Regions from separate parts of the Sus scrofa genome. Here regions 1 and 3 are each linked to region 2. The links are chromatin contacts, called in public HiChIP or PLAC-seq and promoter capture Hi-C maps. All regions are on one chromosome and are shown on one strand. Each heading gives the region's core, a stretch centred on a gene start, on an enhancer-like site or on the middle of the called end of the contact. The rest is flanking DNA. Distances are from core to core; before and after follow the strand shown.

Region 1 (4,400 bases), core at 761-3,260, 370 kb before region 2:
TGAGATTAGAAATCCAAGAAAGCAGAATGGCTGGACAAAAAGTTTCAAGACTCAGCCAGCAACTTAAGGACCATTAGTCTTTTTCAAATGTATTTAGGCCTATGTGTGAAATGGGAGTTGGAGAGAAATAAGTGAACTATTTACTGGATAAGAACTTAATAAGTACTTCAACAAGTTTAGTTAACTCCTACTACAGAAAAGCTCAATAAGGCACTGTGAGTGAGTCTTCAGAAAGTTTACAGCTTATATATACCACTATTAAAACGTTAGGCTGTATTATTAAAACCAAGTGGAGAAGAGAAAGCAAAAGTCCAAAACTCAGTAAGATTCAGCAAATTCAGAACTTAAAAGTTACAAAGAGAGAGACAAAGTCTTCTGAGTATTTCTTCTCTCTAGAGCAGAAATAGTCACTTAACGAAATGGGTAAAAAATCACTCTAAATCAGTAAGGGTTTCAAAGGATATTAGCTTTTACTACCCAAGGTTTGAGGTAACAAAATACCAAGACGTGCCAAAACTGGAAGAACTGAAACAGAGAAAAAGAATTACCCATAAATGTAATTTTCTGAATAACTACTTAAAATGATTATCTAATAAAACTGCCCACCAAATTATCAAGTCCCTAGCTCTCCTCCTTGCTAATTACTTCCTAATAAGAAGTAGAAGCCGGTTTTAATTCCAAATAAATCAAAGCAATTTATTATCTTTAGCTATAATTAGTTTTAACTGTAAATGTAAAGCCTAAATTCAGTATTGGGAATGTAAGTTAAATTTATTTATATTTATCTGTGATATTTCCACAGATGAGATGCCCTAAAGACCATTCAGTCAGAATAAACAGCACAGAATTTCAAACGACCCCAGAAATGGGTACGAATGTTTGGACCCAACATCCCAGTGGAATAATGATTAAGCTCCCGACGCAAGAGGACTGCCCTTCGGAACCCTGGAAGAAAGACTCGGGTAAAGAGTCGATAGACACAGCCGTGGATGCGCATCAACGACCTGCCTGGCATCTCCGTGACCTGCGCAGCAGTCACCCCCGAAGTTGCCCGGGGACGACGGGCCAGGAGCTCGAGCTCCAGCAGGTGAGCTCCATGTCTGAACTGCCAGCCAGCCAGCCAGGTCTCCTCAGGCCCAAGGACGCACAGAGCCGCCCGGGGCGGCCCGGCTCGGGTTCCAGCCCTCCGCGCAGGCCAGGCGGCTGGCCGCTCCGGCTCCGACAGCCTGGCAGTCCTGAAGCCGCTCTCGGGTCTCTCCGACCTGGGCGCGCTCCGCGCCAAGGGGTACCGGTGTCCGCCGAACAGCCCGGCCAGCAGTCAGAGCTCCCCTTCCACCCGGCGGCCGCCACACACAAAGGGTACGGACCCAGCGCCGGAGCCACACACTCACCGTCTAGCCATCCACGACTCTGTTTGCGGAAGAGGCGTCTCGCCACGCGCGCGCTGTGACGTCACTACCGGGCAGCACGGGATCACGTGGCCCGGAAGCCCGAGTCCCGGCATGCCGCGCGCCGCGAGCTGAAGGCGCCGGCACTTGGGGGCGTGAGCGCGTGGTTGGCGGGGTCGCGTGGGGCGGGCGGGAGGCGTGGTCGCCTGAGCCCGAGGCTTCTGGCGCGCGGACCCCACGCTCTGCTGGCGGCTCTGTGGGGCGACACGGCGGGAACTCGGAGTGGTTCGCCTGGACTCTGCTGCGGGGAGCGGCGGCGGTCTCAAGTCCTGAGGTAGCCCGGGCCTCTGAGGGCGGAGTTGGGCAGTCCTCAGGGCCGCTTCAGCGTGGTGCCCAGCGGGGAGCGGCCGGGGCGGGGACCTGGGGAGGACAGAGGGCACCCCGCCCTTCGCTGTGGGCCGGTGTCCTGCAAGCCCTGTGGGACGGTTTTCCAGCCTCAGCTCTGCCACCTTCACCCTTTGCTCTGCCCTTCCTCGCTCGCCGGCTGGGAGGGGCCTGGGAGCCCGGGCGTTTGGACTTGGCTTCGGGAAAGCTTAGCGTCCTGCTGCTTCTTGGGGACCGCAGGTCACTCCCTACCGCTGCGTTCTGGAGGGCCAGATCTCTCTCGAGAGGGCGCTTCTTATCTGTCAGACTTGGGAGGAAGGAGCAGCCCATAGCTGTCTTCGAAAATCGGCTCCGTGGTGGTATCTGTGTAGGCTGGATTTGGGGACGGGATGGGTGGGGGAGTCAACACACTTTTTTGGCCCATTCGCTGTAATTTCCGCTAGACAGTTGGAGGTCCTGCGGCACTGAAGCTCCGTACTTCAGGGTTTAGCACCCCATGCTAGGTCGAAACTGTGCCTGTGGACTAAGATTGTTGATGGATTGTGCCGCAGCGCCTCCCACCTGAAGGGTGTAAAAAGTGATCAGAAATACGCTTTCAGTTCTTGTTTACCAAAATTGATCTCTTTAAAAGCAGCTTCGGAAGTGGGTTTACTAGCCTACATAGTTGTCGGTAGGCACCCTTATATTAACAAGTAGACCTCGCTTTGGGGAAAACAACGTTTGCAGTGTATACTTCGCTTCTAAATTGTGGGCAATAACCTTTTTGAGGTTGTTGATCCCTTATACACTTTGGACCAAGAATGAAGCCTATTTTTAATAAACGAGGATAAGCCATCAATTTCAGATGACTGTACTTTTTTTTAATGCAGTGATCGAAATTGAGAATTAATTTTGTTATTACAGATAACTGCAAAGGTATAGATAGATCCTAGTGACTGAGCGTGCTATTTACATATACATGCGTTTAGAACTAGGTAATTACATAGCCACATTTGTTGGTTCTGATGCTAAAGTTTCTTAAGATAATTGCTGTTGTAATTTTATGGAAAATAAGTAATTTTGACCTTTTAAGAAATTTTCTCATTAGATTAAAAGCGTTTTAACTCTATGTTTATACAAGCTCTAACCATGAATTGATGTTGTGCATGATCTATATGGAGATAACATTTTGTAACTTTTATATACAAGTTAACCTAGAAGTCAAGTAAATTCAGCTGAGACTATTACCCAACTCTCAGCAAGCCAAACGCTGAGATGCCCAGGTTTGCAGCATAGAGAGGGTTTATTCACAGGGCAGCCAAATGAGATGGGAGAACTAGTCTCAGATCCCTGTACCCTAAGGCAAAGGGCTCAAGGTACTTCGGGGATAAAGAACAAAAGAAGCAGGCCTTGGGGTATTTATGGGGTAAAGAATAAAGAAGCTGGGCCTTGGGGTCAGTATGGGATAAAGAATGGAGTGTAGTCTGAGGTGGGAGGAGTGTGGTGAATAAGCATTTGGAAAAGAGTGTAAGGTAGGTTACAGATGAAATGGATTTCCATGAGGTTTCAGGAATAGGGGATGAACTCTTGAAGGCAGTAGTGAAGGAGTAAATGGGCTAGATAAAAGTTTTTAAAGGTACCTTTGATGTTATTTTTTTTCTCCCACTATTGCCTTAGTAACTGGTTTTCTGTAAATTTAATTAAAATAATAATAGTTGATATTCTAGTACCTCCGTGTACCAAATTAAGTACACATTGTAACTCCTTTAATTTACATAGTCCAGTGGGATAGTTGTTGTGATTATTTTTGTTTTATAAACGAGGGATCAGTAACTTGGCCAAGGTCATACAGCTGGGGAGTACTGGGGTAGGATTTGGACTCAAGCAGTTTGGCTCCAGACTTTATGCTTATAATGAAACAGTGCCTGCCAGAAGATGAGACTCCGAACTAGAAGTTGGCTGGCACATAGAATTTCAGAAAGTGTTTTGATACTTAACACTTGGGTTATTATGTTCAGAAAGAAAATAGCTGGATAAGGATGTTTTCTTGCTAGCATGTGAACTCTGGCAAGACAGGGATCATCATTTTGTTCAATGGTTTAATCCAAGTGCCTTGAACAGTTTAGTTTTTTGGTCGAGCCTGCAGCCTGTGGAAGTTCTTGGGCCAAGGATCAAACCCGTGCTTCAGTGGTGACCCAAGCCACTGCAGTGACAATACTGGATACTTAACTCACTACACCACAAGAAAAGTTCTAGAAAAAAGGTTTTTTTAAAATCTTATTATTTTAAAGGACATACAGATTTGTTTCAACCCATTTATAAGATTTCTTTACGTGCTGTTTTGATTATTTGGTCCATTATTCACCCAAATTGGTTTGGTTTTCTCCTGGTTTAGATTATACTTTTTGTCAGTGAGAGAAAATGAAGTAGTAACTGCTAAGTTTTCTGGTCAGAGTAAAGGCAAGCAACAGATTCAGTAGATACTATCCCTCTTTTAATTCTTTCCTTCTCAAAGTAAGAGTACTGGGAGTATGCAGTTTTAAAGTGTCATTTCTGTTGTAGAGTTGAAGGCCACATTTTTGAAACAGAAAGGTTGTTTTTAAAATGTAGATACAATGTTATAGCTTCCTAGGAATTAGTGTTCTCCCT
Region 2 (4,285 bases), core at 29-2,528:
AGGCAGTCACAAAAAAGATAAATATTTTAAGATTCCACTTATAGGAGTCCCCAGAGGAGTCAAATTCAGAGACAAAAAGCAGATAGGTGGGTGCCAAGGGCAGGGGGACTTTTGAGTGAATGTTTAATGGGCACAGTGCCAAATCAAAAGGTTCTGGAGATGGATGATGGTGACGGTAGCACAAAGATATGAACGTACTTAATACCACTGGACTGTATACTTAAAAGTGGTTGAGAATTTTGTTATATGTACTCACTACAACAAAACAACAAAAATTTGAACTGCACTGATGATGCCCGACATGGACGATAATAACACAATACTCTTCTACGTCGGTTGTAATACAAGCCCAACAAGGCAATCTACAGATTATTCTCAAAAGCTTTTAAAAGATGCACTCATTTCTCTACTGGAATGTGCCTAAGGCAATCACCGGAGAAATACAACAAGCTAAGTTAATGATGATTTTCACTGCAACACTGCTGGCGCACAAAGCTACTAGAAGACCGAGTACTCAGCGGGTAAGGAAACCTGTTCTGTTAACAGACATTAACGCTATACCCAAACGGAGGGCGGAGGGCCAGCCCCTCGCAAGCCAACTCGACAGCCGGAGGAGCGAGCTCTCACCGCGCGGCCTGTCTGCGGAAGGGCGGGGACGCCGCGAGGACAAACCCAAACGGCGCGGATGGCGACTCTGGGACCCAGGGCCCGGGTACGGGCCAGCCACAGCGCTCCCACCGAGAAGGGCTGACCCGCGCGCCCGGCGTCCCCCACGCGGGGGCGCGCACGCCGCCGTGATGCGTACAAGCACGCGCCCCCTGCGGCCTCGGGCGACGGTGATCCCACAATACCCGGGGGGAAGACAGAGGCTGCCCACCGGCCGACCTCCAGGCCTCGTGCCCAGGAGTACGCCTCACATCGGGAGGACCGAACTCTCCACGCGCCTCTCCGCTCCAATGGCGGGCCCCGCACGCTCCTGCCCCACTTCCGGGCTCGGCCCCGCGCGCACCTTGACGCTCTGGTCGCTGGAGCAGGTGGCCATCCGCCGCCCATGGAAGTCGAAAGACACATCGTGGATGAGATCCTTGTGGTCCGCCGCGATGCTGCGCGCCACAAACATGGCTGCGGCAGGCTCCTCCCGCCTCCGAGAGGGAGGCGCGGCTGCGCGCGGACCGCAGCCCACTGGGACCAGGGGCCAGGGCGCGCGCAGCGGTGCTTCCCGCGTGCTGCTTGCGCGCCCCGGGCTGCGCGGCGCCCCACCCCCGGCCCGTCATTCCCTGCGAGGCCCCGCCCCAGCCCGTCATACCCGAGGGGTCCCACCCCTACCCTATCACACCCTGCGAGGGCCCGCCTCGGCCCGTCATACCCCGCGAGCTCCGCCCCCAGCCATCCATACCCGGCGAGGCCACGCCCCCCAACCCCTTATATACCCCGCGAGGCCCCGCCCCAGTCCGTGAGACTCCCTTCCAGGCCCCGCCCCCCAGCCTCATAATCCTCAGACCTTCCCTGCCCCGGCCCTCCCTACCCCGCGAGGCCACACACCCGCCCCGCCTGTTACACTCCGCGGGCCCCGCCCCATGTCCGTCAAACCCCTGGGGGCCCGCCCCACCCCTCCCCCCGGCCGTCAAGCCCCGTGAGGGCACGCCCTGCCCACCATAACTCCGTGTGCCCCCGCGCTCAGCCCAACAGAGCCCCGTAAGGCCACGCCCCAGTCCTTCGTACCCCAAGAGATCCAGCCCAAGGTCGAGCAACCCTACGAGGCCCGCCCCGCCTCGGCTCCGCCTATTCCGCGAGGCCACGCCCTAGGCCGTTACGCTTCGCTGTCACGCCCCGGGCTCGTCACAATCAGCGGGACCCTCCTGAGCCTGTCCTTCCCCTCGGAGGCCTCACTCTTCCCCGCCCTTTGAGCTCACGGGGTCCCTTGGCCTCTTGGGACTCCCGCCACCATCTGAAGAAAGTTAACTGACTGTCGATGTGTAGAAATTGGGGAGGATGCAAAGGTTAAGACTGCTGTCAGCAGGCCTCTGTCCTGACTCAATATCCTCTGCCCCTGTTCGCTGACGCGGTGCTTGGAGCGGGTCAGGGGGGTGCACACCAGAGTGGGCAGCGCAGACGGGCGTGCGTCTGGCTGCGGCAGGGAGGCCGGACTGCTGTCTGGGAGATGCCCCCACCGGGAGGTGGGGAATGCTTGGTCTTGCTGGAAGTGCCTTCACGTGCCTGCCCCCCACCACTAAAAATGGTCAGTTTCTATTGGCGTTTCAAGAGGCAAAGCCCCAAATCCCTGAGTTGCAGGTATGAGTACTAAGAACTATTATAACTTATAAGTTCAAAGGCACTCATTTCCAAAGAAAGTACTGTCTATGAAAGTCCTATGGATTTACAGGAGCTTGTTAACTGAAGTTTAGCACTTGCCATCAGCCTCTATTGCAGCTGCCCACCCACAGTACCCCCTGACCTAAGCTCAGGGTGGAGACCAGGACTGAGGCTTCTGCGCTCTGGGAAAAGTGGATGAACAGATCTTCAGACTATTAGATATTTTTAGGGGAAGGTTTTATGAGCCCAATTATTGCATCTTCTCATATCTAGAAAAACACTGAAATTCATTCATGATGACTAATGTCTGTGACTAGTAGTAACCTTCACAAGACCAGCAGCAAACTTCTGTAAAATGTGTGCAAGGCTACATGCACCTCCCCCTTCACCTGTATGACATGTCTTGATATTCCTCCTTTCCTCTTTGGAAAGTTAGTGGACAAAACAAAAGATGTCATCTGTGAGAACAGCTACTGCCAAGGGTGGGCCAGTCAGCCCTGAGGGAACTCAGGAAACCATATCAACAGAGTGATTACACAAAGACCTTTATGGCTTCCCACAAAAACTGGTTTTCCATAAATCATCTTCTGTAAATCTGGTTATCCGTAAATCTTTCGTTCTTATTACCTCCTGTTTGTTGCAAAAACTCATATATCCTAGCTTCCTCCCTCACCTCAGAGCAGTTTCTCAGGGCTACCTAAGAAGTTTGTCCTGGACTTAAGTCCTAATCTCGCCCCAAATAAAACTTAACTTTCGGAGTTCCTGTCATGGCTCAGTGATTAACGAATCCAACTAGGAAGCCTCACTCAGTGGGTTAAGGATCCGTGGTTGCCGTGAGCTGTGGTGTAGGTCGAAGACGCGGCTCAGATCCCACGTTGCTGTGGCTCTGGTGTAGGCCGGTGGCTACAGCCCTAGCCTGGGAACCTCCATATGCCGCAGGTACAGCCCTAGAAAAGACAAAAAACAAAAACAAAAAAACGAAAAACTTAACTCTCAACATTCAGGTTGTGTTTCTGTGTGTCTACAAGCTCCAAACCTTAAGAAGAAATTACAGGTTTTGAGACAGTAAGTAGATCAATGGAGGTCAGAGATTATATGGGTGGAAGCTTGAATAGAAGGATTTTTTTTAAAGAGATTATTTTTTAGAGCAATTTTTTTTTCTTTTTTTTATACAGCAAATTTGTGTGTGTGTGTCCTTTTGCCTTTTCTAGGGCCTCACCCATGGCATATGGAGGTTCCCAGGCTAGGGGTCTAATCGGAGCTGTAGCCACCAGCCTACACCAGAGCCACAGCAACTTGGGATCTGAGCCGCGTCTGCGACCCACAGCACAGGTCACCGCAACGGCAACGCCGGATCGTTAACCCACTGAGCAAGGCCAGGGATTAAACCCCCGCAACCTCATGGCTCCTAGTCAGATTCGTTAACCACTGAGCCATGACGGGAACTTCTTTATAGAGCAATTTTTTAAAAGAGTGTGGAATAACGGTGGAAGGCAAATAAAGTAGGATCAGGCTGAATTTATTGTATGAACCTGAAGCAGAAGATAAATGCGCTCCAGGATAGACACATAACAACTAGCCTCTTGTTTTCACATTTACAACCAGCCACCTGTCTATGTTTCAAGATAGAAATACAATAGGCACAAGGCAAATAACTTCTGTGAACTTGTTAAACAATGGTAATGACAGGATCAAAAGAGGGGCTGAGCCCTCTTGGACAAAAGAACAAAGAGGTCAGGTACTCCCCATCCTCAGGATCAAGGACACCCCAACTACACATGCGCAGAGACCCCCCTCTGGGTCAGAGAGGGAGGGGGTGCCAGGCCATAATAAGTCTAAATAACCTACCCACCCTGCTCTGCTTTGGAATCCACCTTGGCCAAAAGATCAGATCAGGGAGGGCCCTGGGTCTGGTCAGGTGTGAAAGATAAAGCAAGATAATTAGCTAAAGGAAGACAGAGCAGAAGAACTA
Region 3 (4,243 bases), core at 1,387-3,886, 470 kb after region 2:
GGTCTGCTCACCACACCCCATGGAGCCCCAAGGTGCCCCATCTTCTACCCAGCCTTGGCCAACACCCTTAACCAGTAGCACTGGTCTTGGGAACCACCCATAGAAGGGCTTCTCTTCAAGGTCAATTGGACCAACTTTAACCTGTCCTCAGTCATACATGTTAACACGACTGGGAAAGCACCCTGCCTTTTTTTTTTTAAACCCATGGGGACCATATACTCAAACTTTTAAGACTGTACAATCCTATAGCCATCTTCAGGGACAAGACACAACCCATATGTTAAAGGTCTATTCGAAGATACCCCTATTAAATACAACTGGGGGACACCTAAAGGGAACTTAATAGAGCTAGATGGGACCTAGAATTTCACCCATTGGTTATGTCTGGCATTCTTGGCATCCTAGGAGTCCACGACTTACCCCTGTCTTGGAAACTGAAAAGGGGGCATTCCACCTCCTCCACAAAATATGCTGTGACTGCCTCTTCCCTCAAATAAGACCCAGCTGCCCAAGGAAGGGATCCAAGCAAGGCCACTTAGCCCCAGCTATACCTACTCAGCAGACCCCAACCTCACCTGGCAGAGCCAGCTTCTTCAGGCAAACAGATCCCAGGTGCGGCCTTGTGCTCTGAGGGGATATCTCATTATCTGCAGCCACCCGAAAAAACGGCTGCAGGGTGCCAACTATGTGAGTTCCCTCTGAGCCACGGGCTACCAATGCATACATAAAAGATTAACCATAGACTCCTGTACCCTTGTCTTTTTAGCTCCTGTGAGAATATCCGTATATAATATTTCCATTTCTCATCCCTGGCTCAGGCATGCAGTTGGCCTCGTCCTGGCAGGAATTGGAGTTGCCACTGGCTTGGTGGCTCCATGAGGAGGCTTTGCCTGCCAGGAGGTGATGCTTTGTGACTTGTCAGATACTCTGTCTACTCCAGCCAGAACCATAGGGAATGCACTTTCCACCTTCCTCAACTCCCTAACAAGTGTGGTGATGGATAATGGTCTGACCTTGGGCTACCTCCTAGCTGAGCAGGGAGCGGTACTGCCATAATTAAGAAAACATGTTGCACCTGTATTAACACCACTGGCCAGGTGGAAGAAGACATACAAAAGATACATGAACAGGCTTAATGGCTTCACGGTTTTTTGCGAAAGGTAACCCCAGCGTTGACTCCACACTGACCAAGTCAGAGAAGTATTACCAAACATAATCTGGTTTCTACCTCTACTTGGACCTCTGACACAATAATACTTGTACTGATTTTTGCTCTCTGCCTTTTAAACCTGCTTTTTAAGCTTGTTTCTTCTAGATTACAACAGTTTCACCTGTAGATAATGGTAGGCCAGGGATTTCAACCCGTCCCGCCATGAAGATGGGCATTATCAACATCCACTGGACAGGGCTGCAACCTCCTAATATTCACTACTCTCCATCTCTGCCACTGTCAGTGACCCCAAGACCCTGATCTCTGACAGATGGCAAGATGGTCTGGACCCCACACGCAGTTGTCCACACATAGGGACAAAGCCCCTGCTCCATCTTAAAGCCGCTACAGAAAACAGACCACGGACTCTTTGATTTTTTAAAAAATTTAAGGGTCCAGACTCCTTGGGGAAGGGGGAAATGTTAAAGCAGGCAGTTAGCCAGAAATGAGGAGAGAAGGGAGGCATGAGCATGTGAGGAAACCTACATCCTGCTCCCAAAGGGTCCCAGAGACAAAGAAAGGCGGGAAGTAGAGAAGTAACATTTGCTCGCTATGCCCTCATTACAACAGAATTAACCAGAACAGTGCCCACCAAGCACCCGACGCCCAGGCAGAGCGGAGAAACCAAAAGGCGAATGCCTGCTGTGGAGCAGCTCATTAAGAATTCCGAAGTTGCGGCAGGTGTGAGGGTTCGTTCCCGGGACAGGCAACTTCCATAGCCACAGGAAAAAAGGAAAAAGAAAAAAAGACCAAAAATGGAGCAAAACTCCCCCGCCCCAGGGAGGCGCATAAGGGAAGCAAGATCCAGAGACGTTCCCGCGCCATCCCCGCGCCCTCAGAACCCGCCTGGCCGGCGCTCTCCCGCTGTGCCCCGGAGGTGATGAGGACCCGGCCTCTGGCCAGGCGGGTCATCCCGCCGCCGCCCAGACGCGTCCCCCAGTCTGCTCTAGCCCTCCGCCCCTGCCCTCGGCAGGCGCACCTGTCCTGTCCAGGAAGGGTCATCGTCCAGAAACGGACCGCACAGCTGACAGAGCCGACCGCGGTGCTGCTGCGGAGAAGGCGCCACTGAACACACCCTCAAGAACACACTCCATGAGGGTCTTACCTAGAGAGAGACGCCCAAAGGGTCCAGGACGCCTCACCTGAAGGAAGGGGCCACCTGTGGGGGCCTCAGCAGCCTCTGCGAGCCTCGGGGCTCCAGCGCGCGCGGCGTTACTGCAAGTGTCCCACCTGCCCCAGGCTCCGCCCTTAGGCCCCGCCTCCAGCTCCGCCCGCTGCGCTGCACGGGCCCTCCGCCCTTTTTCCTTTAGGCCCCGCCTCCTTCCCCGCCCACCACCGTCTGAGCACCTCCTTTAGACCCCGCCTCCGGCCTGTCCCGGACGCTGCGGGGGTGGAGCCACGGCCCTGGGCCCTAGAGCACGCCGCGGTACGGCTGACGTCAGCGCGCCGGGGCCCGAAAGGACGTCAGGAGAGTGTGGGGTCGCGGGCGAACCCTCCCGTGGCCTCCGTTCGGATCCTGACGGGCCATCGAGGCTGCTTTCCAGTCCGCGCCTGGGCCCGAGAGGCGCGCCGGCGGCCATGGCGCACCGCTGCCTGCTGCTGTGGGGCCGCGGTGCTTGCCGGCCCCGCGGGCTGCCCCCGCCGCTCGTGCCTGGCGGCCGCGCGGGACCCACCGAACGGCTCTGCCTGCAGACGGTGAGTTCCGCGCCCCCGGTCCGCTTCCGGCCCGCAACCCGCTTCCGGCCCGGCGCCGGGCGTCAAGGTCACCGGGCCCGGGTGGAGAAGGGCCTCGGAGCGGCGGGTCCGCTCTGGGCCCGGGAGGCCGGTGAAACAGAGCGTGTGGGAGCCGGTCCCGCCGGAGCCCTGCGCCCCGGGGGGTGTGTCCGTCACTGCAGCCTGCGGTTGGCGCCCGGAGGACCCCAATGCCTAGTAATGGGTCATTAACGGTGTCCCCTCTGTCACCGCGAGGCCCTAGCCTCCGTGCAGGGCTGTCCGGCGGTGCAGCCCACGTCGGCTGTGCCCGTGGCGAATCTCGCCTCGCGCAGGCTGACCCCGACCGCATACGGAGGCGCGGGGGCTGGTGGGCAGGACCCTAGCCGGGGGCTTACTCTCCATTTGCCCTTGAGGAAGTGTTTGCAGCCTCTCCACTTTTAAAAAGGCGGTGATAGCACCTGCATTCCTGACGTTTCCTCCTCGGAGCCTCCTTATCCCCTCTTTCCTACTCTGAGTTGCCATGCTCTAGGCCTTTTCCCGTTTATTGCATTGCGTCCATTTCTTTGCCTTTCCTTGCTCTAATCCCTCCTAGTGACTATTGACATGCAGTAAGCAGGTAGGGATCTGCCTTGTGAGTTTGAAATTTTTATGGAGGAATCTTACCTAAAAGTCCTTTCTTTCGAATGGCACCTAGTGTCGGTGAATCGGTGCTGAGGTGTAAGGAAGTCTCTTGTAGGCCCCAGACACATATTCCCTGGTACTTCCCTGAAAATGTGGATGGGGACACCAGGGCATTACTCTGCTACCTACAAGGGACTCTGAGAAGACGCATTTTCCTTTAGGTTTGTGCGGCTGGTAAAAGTGTTTTTCCAGTGAGGTTCCTTGGGAAAAGAATTTGATGTGTGAGGTATCTGTTCTTAGGTGTAATTCTCAGAGGAGTAAAACCGAAGATAAAGCAACTAAAAAGTACTCATATGGTCAAACAGAAAAGCCAGTTCTCCAAATCGAGGTGCTCTAAATTTAAAGTTAATTTCTTTTATATGTATTATTCTTTGAATGATTTTAGCATAGAGAGCTGAGGGAAAAAATTTCTTTGGTGGTTCTCTCAGCATTAAATTCAGGGATTACTGCTAGAGGTATAAGGGGACTTGTTAGTCAACAAACTAATACTGTTGATGGAGTACATACCATGTACCCAGTTCTGTACTTTATTGTAACACAGAAACTGCTTAATGTGGTGACAGTAAAGAGCACTTACTCTCAAATAGCTTTCAGAATAATTGGAAATGAGAATCTAAATCTAGTTATCGCCATGCAGTT

Evidence for each region. Promoter capture Hi-C pulls out the DNA fragments that hold promoters and counts their contacts. HiChIP or PLAC-seq counts read pairs in DNA pulled down with a chosen protein or histone mark.
Region 1: a contact with region 2 is called in an H3K27ac HiChIP or PLAC-seq map of alveolar macrophages. The contact joins the promoter of FAM210A here to the promoter of CEP192 in region 2. A contact is called at or near these places in 2 of 5 promoter capture datasets (fetal liver and liver), 4 of 47 Hi-C or Micro-C datasets (heart right ventricle, liver and skeletal muscle) and 1 of 2 datasets of contacts at active chromatin or transcription factors (alveolar macrophages).
Region 3: a promoter capture Hi-C map of liver shows a contact between it and region 2, with 3 times the contacts expected there. The contact joins the promoter of AFG3L2 here to the promoter of CEP192 in region 2. A contact is called at or near these places in 2 of 5 promoter capture datasets (fetal liver and liver) and 1 of 2 datasets of contacts at active chromatin or transcription factors (alveolar macrophages).

Annotation. Positions count from the first base shown.
Region 1 is chr6:96,361,430-96,365,829 of Sscrofa11.1, forward strand. FAM210A (protein FAM210A) reads left to right here and starts at 2,011. Exons shown (of 5, transcript XM_021096018.1): 1 at 2,011-2,125. RNMT (mRNA cap guanine-N7 methyltransferase) reads right to left here and starts at 1,385. Exons shown (of 12, transcript XM_021096015.1): 1 at 1,005-1,385.
Region 2 is chr6:96,732,522-96,736,806 of Sscrofa11.1, forward strand. It overlaps CEP192 (centrosomal protein of 192 kDa), which reads right to left and starts at 1,279. Exons shown (of 54, transcript XM_021096019.1): 1 at 1,010-1,279. The coding sequence starts at 1,120.
Region 3 is chr6:97,198,254-97,202,496 of Sscrofa11.1, forward strand. It overlaps AFG3L2 (AFG3-like protein 2), which reads left to right and starts at 2,637. Exons shown (of 19, transcript XM_021096024.1): 1 at 2,637-2,905. The coding sequence starts at 2,789. It overlaps PRELID3A (PRELI domain containing protein 3A), which reads right to left and starts at 2,539. Exons shown (of 10, transcript XR_002344989.1): 1 at 2,316-2,539.